Regions from separate parts of the Mus musculus genome. Here regions 2 and 3 are each linked to region 1. Evidence: chromatin contacts called from public promoter capture Hi-C data. All regions are on one chromosome and are shown on one strand. The core of a region is the stretch at or near the end of the contact, and the rest is flanking DNA. Distances in the headings are between cores, read along the strand shown. Region 1 overlaps Pcsk1 (proprotein convertase subtilisin/kexin type 1). Region 2 holds the start of Rhobtb3 (Rho-related BTB domain containing 3). Region 3 holds the start of Glrx (glutaredoxin).

The links. Promoter capture Hi-C pulls out the DNA fragments that hold promoters and counts their contacts.
Region 2: a contact with region 1 is called in a promoter capture Hi-C map of hippocampal neurons, with 2.4 times the contacts expected there. The contact joins the promoter of Rhobtb3 here to the enhancer-like site in region 1. A contact is called at or near these places in 5 of 39 promoter capture datasets (the C10 cell line, cranial neural crest, hippocampal neurons and 2 more) and 1 of 9 other capture datasets (embryonic stem cells).
Region 3: a contact with region 1 is called in a promoter capture Hi-C map of hippocampal neurons, with 3 times the contacts expected there. The contact joins the promoter of Glrx here to the enhancer-like site in region 1. A contact is called at or near these places in 9 of 39 promoter capture datasets (cranial neural crest, embryonic stem cells, hippocampal neurons and 3 more), 3 of 115 datasets of contacts at active chromatin or transcription factors (SST interneurons and embryonic stem cells) and 1 of 9 other capture datasets (embryonic stem cells).

The regions. Positions count from the first base shown.
Region 1 is chr13:75,111,318-75,115,481 of GRCm38.p6, reverse strand. Pcsk1 (proprotein convertase subtilisin/kexin type 1) reads right to left here. Exons shown (of 14, transcript NM_013628.3): 8 at 2,728-2,940; 9 at 145-245. Among named protein-coding and RNA genes, the nearest start is that of Pcsk1, 24 kb to the right of the region's middle. Within about 2 kb of position 2,156, at least 17 of the 459 cell types and tissues checked have an H3K27ac peak or open chromatin away from gene starts, as enhancers often do. A contact at or near this core is called in SST interneurons and hippocampal neurons, where this site is marked.
Region 2 is chr13:75,941,590-75,945,753 of GRCm38.p6, reverse strand. It overlaps Rhobtb3 (Rho-related BTB domain containing 3), which reads left to right and starts at 1,930. Exons shown (of 12, transcript NM_028493.2): 1 at 1,930-2,223; 2 at 2,322-2,547. The coding sequence starts at 2,222.
Region 3 is chr13:75,837,589-75,841,752 of GRCm38.p6, reverse strand. It overlaps Glrx (glutaredoxin), which reads right to left and starts at 1,867. Exons shown (of 3, transcript NM_053108.4): 1 at 1,578-1,867. The coding sequence starts at 1,784. It overlaps Gm41005 (a long non-coding RNA gene), which reads left to right and starts at 685. Exons shown (of 2, transcript XR_873685.2): 1 at 685-986.

The DNA of each region.
Region 1 (4,164 bases), core at 907-3,406:
CATCAATAATAATAATTTCAAAGTGGCAGGATTATCTGGATTTTGTCGTTTTTGAAGTTGTTCAAAATTTCTCCTATAATCACATATTCAGACAACAACATGAAAAGCTGTCTTTGTCAAGCTGACCAGATTTTTGGCCCTTACTTTGCCTCCAAGGCCAGAGCAAAGATACCAGCAGCCAGGGGTGCTGAAGCCGAGGTGCCTGTGTGGGTCTCTGTGCAGTCATTGTGCAGGTCAGCGCTTGTCTGGAACGAAGGAGAGAAAGGTAGAGACATGAAGAGCATGGTAGGGGTAGCCAGACTGAAGTCTGCATCTCCTATGACCAAGAAGCACAAGATTTGATTTTCTACTTTCTTTTTTCAAGCAAGATTTGGCATCTGCTGATATTTTACTTTGCTCTCCTCTATGTGCAACTTGTCTATAATTCTGGCATCAAGCTGCCTTTCCTGGGGATGAAGTACTCCCACTATGAATATTTTCTCTTCTGAGATTCCCAAACAAAATGTGTCTATAAAAAAAGGAACTGTTTCTAAGTCACTGTGAATCATGCCAGTCCATTAATCATCAGGTCCATTGAACATGGTTGAGCATATTTAGAAATTTTAACTCAAACAGCATTCCCTTTGGCCTTGAGATTGACATCTGTCTGCCTCTGTAATAGAGGAATATAATGACATCTTGATCAGAGACATTTGAACAAAACTTACTTAGAATAGATTTTGCGTTAACTGTTGACTTGGTTGGAAAGCTACAAGTTTGTGTCTTCTACCTTTAAATACGATTGGTCACGTTAAAAAAATTAACCCACACTTAGTTCTGGGTTCAGATTACAAAACTGCTGTGTATTAGATGTGACCCACAGTCATGTTATATGCTCTTCACATTAGCAGCATGGAATTTATATTTCCTGATTCATTCTAGACATAAATGAGATCCTGCCTTGTGAAAGTATCTGTTAATATTATTAGTGCATGCAAGGAACTGTGTAGGCTAGCTTTAGAGTAATAAAGAGGCTATGGAGATATACCATATGCAGATATGCAGAAATACCACAAAGACTTCCAGTTAGTCTGCTGGCTGAATAAACAGCAGGGCCAAAAATTCCTAACCAGACAACACCCAAGCTTCAGTGCTTCAGTTTTAGCTAGAGATTTCAATGTGTAGGAGGGAGGTGTAAAAAAATAATGTGTTCTATTATCACTTCCTTTGGTTTCCCACTTAGTGTCCTAGGATTTCTCAAGTTATGGTGGCTCTGCTTCTCAGAGTGTTGTGCAAGTCAAGCTGCCCTTTATACCTGTTGATGAAAATAAGTCCCTAGAGATGACTATACCGGAAAAGGTTTACGTAAGAAAAGCTTGTTATTGCAACTGTCTCAAATAGAATCCACCAGCTGTCTCTGCCAGAGCAGCTTTACCTAAGGATGAATCTCTACAAAGGTGAAAAATCTCTTCTCTGCTTTAGTGCAAGGGCTTCCAGATGAGGGGGAGTCTATGCAGTAGAAACATTGAAGTGCTTACCAGGCCATTTTCTGAAGTCAGCTCTGGATGCCACAGAAATAGAAACAGCCAGGGGCTCTGACACCCAAGTAGACATGTCTGCTATGTCCCTTTCTAAAGCTATAAAGTGTGTCTACTACAAAGAACCCTTGACTAGAATGTCACAGTCTGTTTATTATTCAAGTAACTGAACATATGGCATGAGAGGAAGGCCAGCACCTTCCAGTGGAGACAACACGGCTCTTCTGCCTAGGTACAGAAAGAGCTATAAACACTGATATTGTGCAAACCACATATTGGTACTGCTTAGGCTTTTTTAGGGTTGTTAGTGAGAATGATGCATATATTCCAGAGCCCCCATCCACTGAAGACCAGACAATGATGAAGCCCTTTTTCTCCCACAAAGAACAAAATGTATAACATCCTATCATAAGCTATTGGGGTTACTGGCAACCCCCCAAAGCTTTGTAGTTATTAACTGGTTCACAGCCTGCTATTTTATTGAGATTAGGATCTACATAGAATCAACCTGGTTAAATTTGAGGCTTTAGACGTTTGAAAGTACCCATCTCTGTTCTCAAAGCCTCCAAACAGTTCTTCATTATGCCCTTGAAGGGAAATTCAATAATTGTTCATGACTCATGGAAGTGAAGGCACAGGCAGGCGTGGGCTGGAGGAGATCTAAGCATATAACTCCTTGAGCTGCTTTCCTCAGAGGCTCCCCAGAGGCTGAGGAGTTCATCCCAGGCAAAATTGAGACTGTTTTTTTTCATGTAGGTTATCTGTTCTTAGGAGATATTACTGGTATAGAGTCTATACTTTTATCATTTGCTAGTGGTTGAGTCAGACTATATCCCTATTATTAGAGTATCAGTAAGCATAGGGTGATTAAGCCCTATGACCCTGAAATCTTCTTTCAGGCTGTTTCCAGGGAGGCATCAGACAAGCAGAAGGCATTTGGAGTGTTTGCTGCATGTAATGACAGGTTTCGTGGCTTCTCAGACCTGAGTTAAACAATGACAGGGAAGATCATCTTGGCAGAAGTGCCATTATTCCTGAGAGAAACTTTCCAATATATGCTAGTCTTTCAAGAGAGTAAGCAGTGGTCCCCCCAATTGATACGTCAAGCGGAAAGAAATCATTTCCCACAAAGGTCAGGGAAGAGGGTCATTCTGAAAGTATGTCTTATTCTTCTCTACTTCAAGAGAGACACAGAAACAAGGCAACCTACTATTCGCTGGTCTGTGTAATCACCACTGCTGTAGGAGGTAGCCAATGTGGAAGAACACTTCTCTGCATACCAAGGTGACAGGCCTTGCTGGGAGGCACTGCTGATAGAGATGGTGTAAATGCTGTCTGTGTAGCCATCACAGTCACAGTTATCTCCCTGACGACCCCCATTCCCTGAAGCCCAGACAAAGATGGAGCCTTTCCCTTGTCTCCCCTGAAAGAAAAGAGAGAATGTATAACAATCTATTATCATCAATTGTGGTTACCAGCAAGCTCTTCAAAACGATCAGAAGATAGATGCACAGTATTCTCAAAGACAATCCTTTGTAATCTGTCTTTAATTTCAAGGTTTCAAGGGTTGTCATATTGTGTTTCTCAGACCAGAAGCAGAGTATCCCTGCCTGCCTTCTGTTTTCAGGGCCTTCTCTGCAGTGGGGTGGATCTAGGCTTTTCCTTTCTTCTTTATCCTAGATTCTATAATGCAGCCTTTAACATATGAATTATAAATTTTTCACTCTTCTCTTCATTATGTCACTAGACTTGAATCTTTGAACTTCCTCTGTTTCTGCTTGAATCATCTGGCTGACTGATAGAATGACAAAATCAGGCATTATTCAGATCTGCCTTGCAGCTGCATTAAAAAGACTCTTGGTTTGAATGGAACTCGTCAAGGCCACTCTTTCTGTGATATTTCAATTGGTGCTCTCCAAAGCTTCTACTTTTGTCTCATCCTGCATAGTTCAAGGTCTTAAAATCTGTCCAACAATGTAGTTAGCTCACGAGAAAGAGCAACATATGAGGGATGAAAGGATTCCAGGTACTCATGTAATGTAGAGGGCAGGATGTTGCTACATTCAAGAATGAACTCTCACAGCAATTGGAAGAAGGCTAAGTTACCTAGTAAAAGACTTTGAAGAAAAATGAGACATATGTCCAAAAGCATTTGTGTGTGTGTGTGTGTGTGTGTGTGTGCAGGTTCATCTGCATGTTTCCATGTGTTCATGTGTGTGTACGTGTGTGTGTGTGTGTATGTTCAGATACATGTGTATGTGTGCTGTATGTGTGGAGTCTTGAGGTCAGCATTAACTGTCATTCTTGAGGCACTATCCACTTAGGGTTTTTTTTAAAGATTTATTTGTTTGTTTGTTTGTTTGTTTATTTATTTTATGTAAGTTCACTGTAGCTGCCTTCAGACACTCCAGAAAAGGGTGTCTGGGTGTCTGTGGTTGCTGGGATTTGAACTCAGGACCTTTGGAAGAGCAGTCATTGCTCTTAATCACTGAGCCATCTCTCCATCCCCCACTTAGTTTTTTTGGTTTTTTTTGTTTTGTTTTGTTTTAAATCCATCTTGTTTATTTGAGACAGTCTCTCATCAATGCATGACTAGCCAGAGAACATCAGGAATCTTTGCCTGTTTCCCTGCCTCGGTCTGGGAATG
Region 2 (4,164 bases), core at 681-3,180, 830 kb before region 1:
CTATAGTCTCAACTGCTCTGGAAATTTGATCTAGGAAGACTGCTTAGTAAGCCCAAGGGTTCTAGATCAGCCTAGGCAGTACAGGAGAAAACAACTCAAAAAAAAGGTTCATATTTACGTAAGCTATATTCTTTTTTTTAATTTTTTATTAGGTATTTTCCTCGTTTACATTTCCAATGCTATCCCAAAAGTCCCCCATACCCTACCCCTTCCCACTCCCCTACCCACCCATTCCCACTTTTTGGCCTGGTGTTCCCCTGTACTGGGGCATATAAAGTTTGCAAGTCCAATGGGACTCTCTTTGCAGTGATGGCCGACTAGGCCATCTTTTGATACATATGCAGCTAGAGACAAGAGCTCCAGGATACTGGTTAGTTCATAAAGTTGTTCCACCTATAGGGTTGCAGATCCCTTTAGCTCCTTGGGTACTTTCTCTAGCTCTTCCTTTGGGGGCCCTGCGATCCATCCAATAGCTGACTGTGAGCATCCACTTCTGTGTTTGCTAGGCCCCGGCGTAGTCTCACAGTAAGCTATATTCTTTATCTATTTATGCACTTCAGTGTCATGGTGTTTGACTGGTGGGCCATTAGACTGATGAGACCGTATACTTTCTTTTGATCCAAGAGGAACTGTGACTCTGCACATTTGCATCTTTCAGGATGGTTATTTCCAGAAACTACAAAACATTGTACTTGGACACAAAGGAAAAAATTTATTTATTTATTTATTTATTTATTTATTTATTTATTTAGGACTGGGTCTCACTATGTAACTGGCTCTTCTGGAGCTCACGATATAGCCTGGGCTGGTTTTGTTTTTGTTTGGTTTTGTCTTTACTAGTGACTCTAATTACAGCTATTTGGGAGGCTGAGGAGGGAAGACCTATCTCAAAGAACAGAGAGGACTAAGTAAACTACATAGAGAACGCCCCCTGCCCTGCCCTGTCTATGGACAGGAAGCTAATTCTGTCTCAGCTGAGCAATACTGATTCCTAATAAACAGTTGTGGCCATCTCCCAGCTTCTTGTTTTCCTCAGTCTTCCCAGGACCTTTTAAACATCTAGTTCTCAAAACAGGTCCACTTAACAGAGAAAACAAGCCCAATTTCAAAGCAGAGCAAATAATCAAAAAGATAAACAAGAACTCTTAACTGTGTGTGAGATGCTTGTGAGAATTTTAATATTTATGAGGGAGCCCCAGAGTAGCCTTTGGCCTGTCCTAGTATTAGCAGTCCTCATGGTGTTTTATACTGGAGGTAGTCTGAGGCCCTTTTGGGGCCTCCACAAGCTTTACTTCTGTGTGTCATCACGAAAGAATCTAAAATATCCTTACATTAACATGATCCTTCTTTTTCAGTGAGCTATTATTAAATAATGTAACTGGAATGTGTACTGAAAAAAATCCAAGTAAACTGCTACAACTTTCTTTTTTTTTTTTTTCTTTTTTTTTTAAACCACACACATTAAAAATCCCAACACTTCAAATTCCACAATCTTGGTTAAAATATGCCAAATATAGCTTGCAATAGTAAATGACCTTTCCAAAGTGGCACCCGCAAATTAATTGGTGCGTGAACAAAGAACCTTTTCTGCAGCTGCATGAATGTTGCCTTTTTTTTTTTTCCTTCTTCACAAGTACGATTTTACAAAACAGCCAAAGCGCATGTTGTAAATTGACAAAACGATAACACACTTTCTGCGAAGGCTGGGGTGGGTACGGGACCGCGGGGTGGGCAGGGGGCTGCCTCCTGGCTGGGCTCTCTTCTGGTCCCCGGCGGGGGCCAGGCCGCCCCTCCCCCGCTCCCGGCTCAGGTTTCAGCCTTCCGAGTTGAGGAAACTTGCTGCAGGCGGATTGGCGGCGAGCTGCTCCCGGGCTCCGGCGTCGTCCCCGCGCCCACCGCTCCTTTGTGTCCCGCGGCCTCGGCCAGCAGCCAGCTCCCCCGCGCGCCGGACTCTCGGGGCGACACGTGCGGGCCTCCGGCCCCGCCGAGCGGAGGCGGAGCCCGGGCGGAGGCGCGGCGGCCAGGAGCGGCGACCAGGGACCGCAGCGCTGCCAGCGCCCGGCCGGCCGCTCACTCCCGGCCCGCTCCTCTGCGTCGGTAGCGCCGCGTCGTAGGAGCGGGAGGGCCGCGGCCGGGGATGAGCTGACTGCAGTGAGAGCGTCGCCCGGGCCCCCGCCAGGCCGCCCGCTGCCATCTCCGCGCCGCCCTGCCAGCCGCGATCATGTACGTACGCGTCGCCGTTCTGCCACGGTCTGGGTCCGGGACGTGCCACGCGCCCTGGCTGTACCCACCCGCTCACCGCGCCCCTCTCGGCCCCGCAGGTCCATCCACATCGTGGCGTTGGGGAACGAGGGCGACACGTTCCACCAGGACAACCGGCCGTCGGGGCTCATCCGCACATACCTGGGAAGAAGCCCGCTGGTGTCGGGGGACGAGAGTAGCTTGTTGCTGAACGCGGCCAGCACGGTCGCGCGCCCGGTGTTCACTGAGTACCAGGCCAGTGCGTTCGGGAACGTCAAGCTGGTGGTGCACGACTGTCCCGTCTGGGTAAGGGGCAGTGGCTGCGCGGTGCCCAGGAGGAAGGAGCTTGCCTTTTTGGATCCCTCCTCCCCTTGTTTCTTAATTTCCTGATTGCCTGGAGAGTTTTTTTAGTTTGTTTTTGTGTTTTTACATTTTTTGGCAAATCCCATCCTTTGTTACAATTTGGAGGTGGTGGGGGCAGCCCAGTCACGTCTGTAAGGTAAAATGGCCCCAGGGCAATATAGAGCCGTTACTGTGTTTCAAGACTTGTTCTTTAGTGGATGGACAGCTGACAGTTGAATGTGCCAACCCCAAACAGGGTCGCGAAGTTCCACTGGCCAAGAGTCATGTTTTCATGTCCACCTCGTGGAGGATAGGGAGATGTGTTCTATAAATACTGCCCTTTACAGCTCAACGTAGGCAAAAATACTCTAGACAGGGACAGGTCAAAAATAGTATGGGAACAAGGGAAAAAAGAATGGGATTTGAGAACTAATTTTAAATGGCTTATTTGTTGATTATTAACCTCTGAAAAGACTAGTTTTTAATAGTGCTAATGCTCATATATTAGCCTTTTGTTTTAGTGGTTAATAAATTGGAAATACCACTAAGAACTTAAATAAATCTTCATGTTTATGATAGTTGAATAAAATAAGTCTTAGCTTGTCTCTTGAGTAGCTTGACTCTGAAGTGTTTGATAAAAGGACAAAGAAGACAGCTCCCTGACTTACAAATATCTTCATAACACAGTAGCACTATGTATTTCAAGTGTCTTCATTTAATTTTAAATCTGTGATTTCTTGCTGATATTGTAGTTATATATTTTTCAGCTAAAGATTACTATATATACATAATATATAAATGTTTAAACTTTTGGGTCTTAAAAAAGGTACAAATTATGTGAGATTTTTACATTAAAAAGACAGTTTTTTTTTTAAGAAAACTACCAGAGCTAAGGAGAACTAGCATACTTTTGAATAGAAATGTGTAAAAAGTAAAGAGAAAATTTTCTTGAGCATATTTTCCTATTATGGAAAGAAAGCACTCTTTAACTGGAAACTCATATCAGTGTGCTGAAATAAATGAAAGGATGCTACCTAACCTTCAAGTATGACAGTGATGACAGTATCAAAAGATGCCACTAGGGAGGACTGGTAGGCACAGTTACTTTGAGCCCTTTTATTATGAAAGATTTTGTAGCCTAAAAGTATTACTTATTCAGTATACTGTTGAATAAATGTGCAATGAATCAATGGAGTAGACACAGAAAACATAAGAGAAGATGAATTAGGATGTTGGGATTTGCTTTTTGTTTTGTTTTGTTTTAATTTGAGAGTTAACCCTTTCCTGCCTGTGTCCATTTAGCCAAGAGCCAGCCATTTTATAAGAATAAAATAGATAACACAAAATCTTCAAAATGGGTGAAAAATAAGCTTTGTGGTCTTGACTCTTGTCACATCTTGACTGTCATGGTTTATAAAGGGAATTCCAATTGTGTGTGCTCACAGTCTGTGACGACACATTCGTCACTGGGTACAACTTCCCAGATTGGATGAGCCCTCAAGCGCAGTGAATTAAATAGGCAGTTATTCACTCTGAGCTTCTGGGTCTTCCTCTTGAATGCAAGTAAATTCTGCCAGAAAT
Region 3 (4,164 bases), core at 618-3,117, 730 kb before region 1:
GCTATCAGACTGTGTAAAAACAAAGAACCTCAAACACACCCCCACCCCCACCTTCACCCCAAACCAGAGCTGGGAAAGGCTGAAATCCTGGTGCTAGTCAGTGGAGAAACCCACCTCACAGGAAGAGAATTTCACACAGTTCTGACCCCTGGAGAGCAACTGGACCTGAGACTAAGGTGAGTCAGGGGTAGTGGGGGAGGGGTGGGGCTGGGGTTTTCACCTGGACCTGGCCTGCAAACCCCGGGCTTTCCATTTAAGAAGATGACAGGAGATTCTAGTTAAGAAGGGAGATGGCTCGGCTAGTAACTCATCAGTAAGTGCTTATGCATGAGAGTGAGGACCTTAGTTTGATCCCCCAGAATCCACAGAAAAAAGTTGGGTGCAAATCACAAGCTGGGGAGATCTAGATAGGAAGATCCCAGGGGCGTTCTGGCTGCTAGCTAGTCCAGTCCATCCCAGCCTGTGAACTCCAGATTCAGTGAAGGACGGTGTCTCACCAAAGTAAGGCTGAGAGTGATTAAATAAGTCATCCAACATTAACCACTGGGCTGTTGTGTAAACAAGGGTACACAGACACACACACCATACATTTTATGGACTTGGGCATCCATGGACATCTGTATTTTTTCAGCTTCCCAATGAAGCCTCACTGAGGAAGTTTCTTTCCTCTGCTTTTCACTGTCACGCGTCACTTTAGTTGGTATTGGAGGCAGGTGGCCAAGGTTCTTGGCTTGTTGGGGCTGCCTCGGCTTTGTCCCCAACACTCCAGTTAACTGTACAACAAGCTCACTTTCCAGCACTGGAGTCTGTTGAGCTGGGCATTCCAGCAGCAGCCCAGGCACAAAGAAAGCCTTTTCTGAGGAGGAAGGTGTTCTTAGAGAGCTGCATATGGATTTGTGGAACAGGACTTTGAAGCGCTCCCTCTAATCTTGCAGCCTGCGTCACTGAGGATGGATCTCCAAGGCAAGAATCCATCAGATCATACAGTAAGTTATCATGATAACCAGACCTGAAAATATCCTACAATTAAGGCAGCACAGGCAAAAATGGAGTCCAGGATTTACTTTTCTAGTGGGTGGGGCTAGGTAAGAATGGACAAACTAGGTGATAAAGAAAGAAAGCCTAGTGCAAAGAAAAGGAAGGGCCGCAGACCCCACTACATGCTAACAGGGGGAAGAGAGTGCCTATGGCCCCCATCCATAACATAAAAGCTAGAGATCACATCCAGCCTCGAAGCTGCCTCCTGCCTTGCCAGAAGAACACTGCCAGTTCAAAATAGTGCTTAAAACAAAGCCTTCAGATAAACACTTAACTGCCGCCAGCCCAGCTGTCAGGCCCACTATCCACACACCAACCAGCGTTCTGCCTTCTGGTCCTCCCAGGCAGTCCTGCTGCCCACTCATTTGAGCAGTGTCTTCCCTTGAGTCCCTCCCCCACACCCTGCAAAGTCCTCTGGCTGCTTTGAAGGACAGAGCCCAGGCAACGGCATCCTAGAAAAGGCACAGCTAGCTGTCTACAAAGCTCTGGAAAGGAAACAGCAACACCCCAGCGCTTCCTTAGCATTTAAACACACTCACTGTTCTCGCTCCGGTGAGCTGTTGTAAATAATCTTGAATCGCACTGGTGTTGTTAGTGGCTGTGATGTCCACAAACTCCAGAAGACCTTGTTTGAAAGGCAGTTGACTGAGGATTTCTTGGGTCTTTCTGCAGTAGGGGCAGGTGGGCTTGATGAACACGACCACCTTCCCAGACTGGATCTTGCAGTTCACAAACTCCTGAGCCATGCTGACAGGCTGCAGCTTCTCCAGGGAGGAACGTGCAGTTGAAAGTAATGGTCCGGTAATGCAGCGGCGCTTAGCCAGCAGCTCTCATTTAATAAGGAACCTCCTTGGAGGAGGAGTTACCAAGTAGGATGCTTCAGTTTTAAAGGGCCAGCCCCAAAGTCAGTTCATTTTGGTATGAGTCAGTACTTCCTAGGCCTACCATTGCACACTGGCTGTGTAAGCTATAACAGGCTGTCTTGTGTCCTCCCCAAGAACAGAACTAAGTCACCCTCTAGGGTAGCAGAGACAGCGCAGACCAGTTTCTGGGTAGGAGGCCCCAGGTCCTCTTAGAACAAATTCTCTCTCTCTCTTCTTTTGGAAACACGGTTGTTTTGAAAAATAAAAACACAACCATTCAGGAAAGCTTTGGCTCTTCATAGGATGTGGGGACTGCATAGTGATTGGGCCTTGTGGGTTGCACCGGCATGCTTTCTTTGCCCTGTAAGGTGGGTACTTGTGTGATTAGTGGACTTGGTTCTTGACATGTAAAAATGTGCTTGTCTGTACTTTCTCTCTGTCTTTAAAAAGTGGGGTGCCATGCTCTGAGTTCATGGTGAACAATGAGCCCTTTTCAGTGGGGTAGATTTGTGACTGAACTTTGCCACGGGGCCTACCTGTGAAGCTAAGCTTTTTAATAGGTCTCTCTTACTCCAAAAGCCTTAGGGCTGGTGACCTTTGAATAGCAGTTCAGTAAGAAACAAATTCTCCCATAACCCCTGACCTGAGATTCCAGACAGAATGTGGATCTTTTCCTGTCTGACTTGTTTTGACAGTGAGCTGAGGTGCTTTGGGAGGTGGTGCTGAGGTAGATAAGCAAGTCGAAGAGAAAACTCCTGTCAGACTGAAGCACCTTTCCAAGCAAGCAACCAGCTCCACAGTAGAACCAGAGTATCTTACAGGAGGTCAGACTACAGTCATGTCCTGGTGACGGCTCTGGTGCACATTGTGACCAAAGAGAAGTAAACTGACTTCTGGGGGCTGCTTTCTTTGTCACTCTCACTGTTACCCACATCAAATGGCAAAATAACAGTCAGATGGTAATAGTCAGGGCCACAGAAGAAGCGGAGAGAGAGTTCTGCCAACGGAGAAGCGGCCTGGCTGCATGGCTGAGGTGGCTGGCCCATGGCAGGGTTGTAGACCTCTCAGCCCATAGCTTCCCACAATTCTGAACAAGTTTAGGGCTAGAGTCTTAACTTTCTGGCAACCTTCTGATGCCAGCTGTTTCAAGGACCTCTTGAGGGTTCTTGCTGTTCACATGACCCTGGGGAATAAGCACCCAGCTCAGGCTGTTCCTTTAGAGTCTTTCTCTCCTTCTCATTTGTCTGGTCTTTCCCTTCCTCCTTTTCCTAACAATCTGACTCTCTCATCTATCTCAAAGATCATTTTGAGAACCACCATGATCTTCGGTCTCTTGCATTCTGCCCTGTCTCAATATTTGCCACTCCTGTTTTCCTTACCTCCTCTTTGTTGCAATCTGACCTCCTTATCTCTCTCTGCCTGTTGAAATGCCTCAGTTACTTAAGCATCCTAGAACCAGTGTGAATTTATCATGTGCAGAAATGTGGGGACCTCCCAAGAGACCTGTATAGAGTCACGTGGGGCTTGGAGTCTCACTTTATGCCTAACTCCAAACTCCAGACAGATGAAGATCCTTGTCTGAGTATACTGTTTCTATAATTTTACAACATCTGATTTGCAGTCTACTATATTTACCTGAAATCTTATAAATGATAGTACCTGGATACAGGAGAACTCTATTGTCTGTCCTGCAGTTCAGATTAGTTGAGACTAATATCTGAGCCCTTATCTAATATTTAATAATATGTGGACCTCCCCTCCAAGTCTCAGGAAAGCATTGTCTGCTGAGAAGCCCTGCCTTCAGCCTCTCAGACTTAGTGTTCAAACTGCCCAGCTTTCTGCTCAGCCTCTAAGCGCAATCATCTGTCTTATGGCTAGGGCAGAAAGTTAAAGGCATCTTTACTGTCCTCTGCAGTACATGGAATAGCCAAGCTCTCCTAGTTTTGCCTCCTAGATCTGAACACAGACTACTCCAACTGAATGCTGCACTGTTCTTGGGGGCCCAGCCCTCCTGGTTCCTTACTTGGTGTCCTTACACCTTGCAGTCTGCTCTGTGGTACTGCTGGGCAGGCTTTAGACAAGCTAGCACTACCACTTGTGGGGCCTTGATAATACCACGCTCGTCCAGAAGACTCAGGTTTGATTTCCAGCATGCACAGTATGGCTCATCACAGTCTGTAACCTAGTTCTGTAGGATTGCACACTACTTCTGTCTTCCATGGGCACCAGGCATGCACATGATTTACAAACATACATGCAAGCA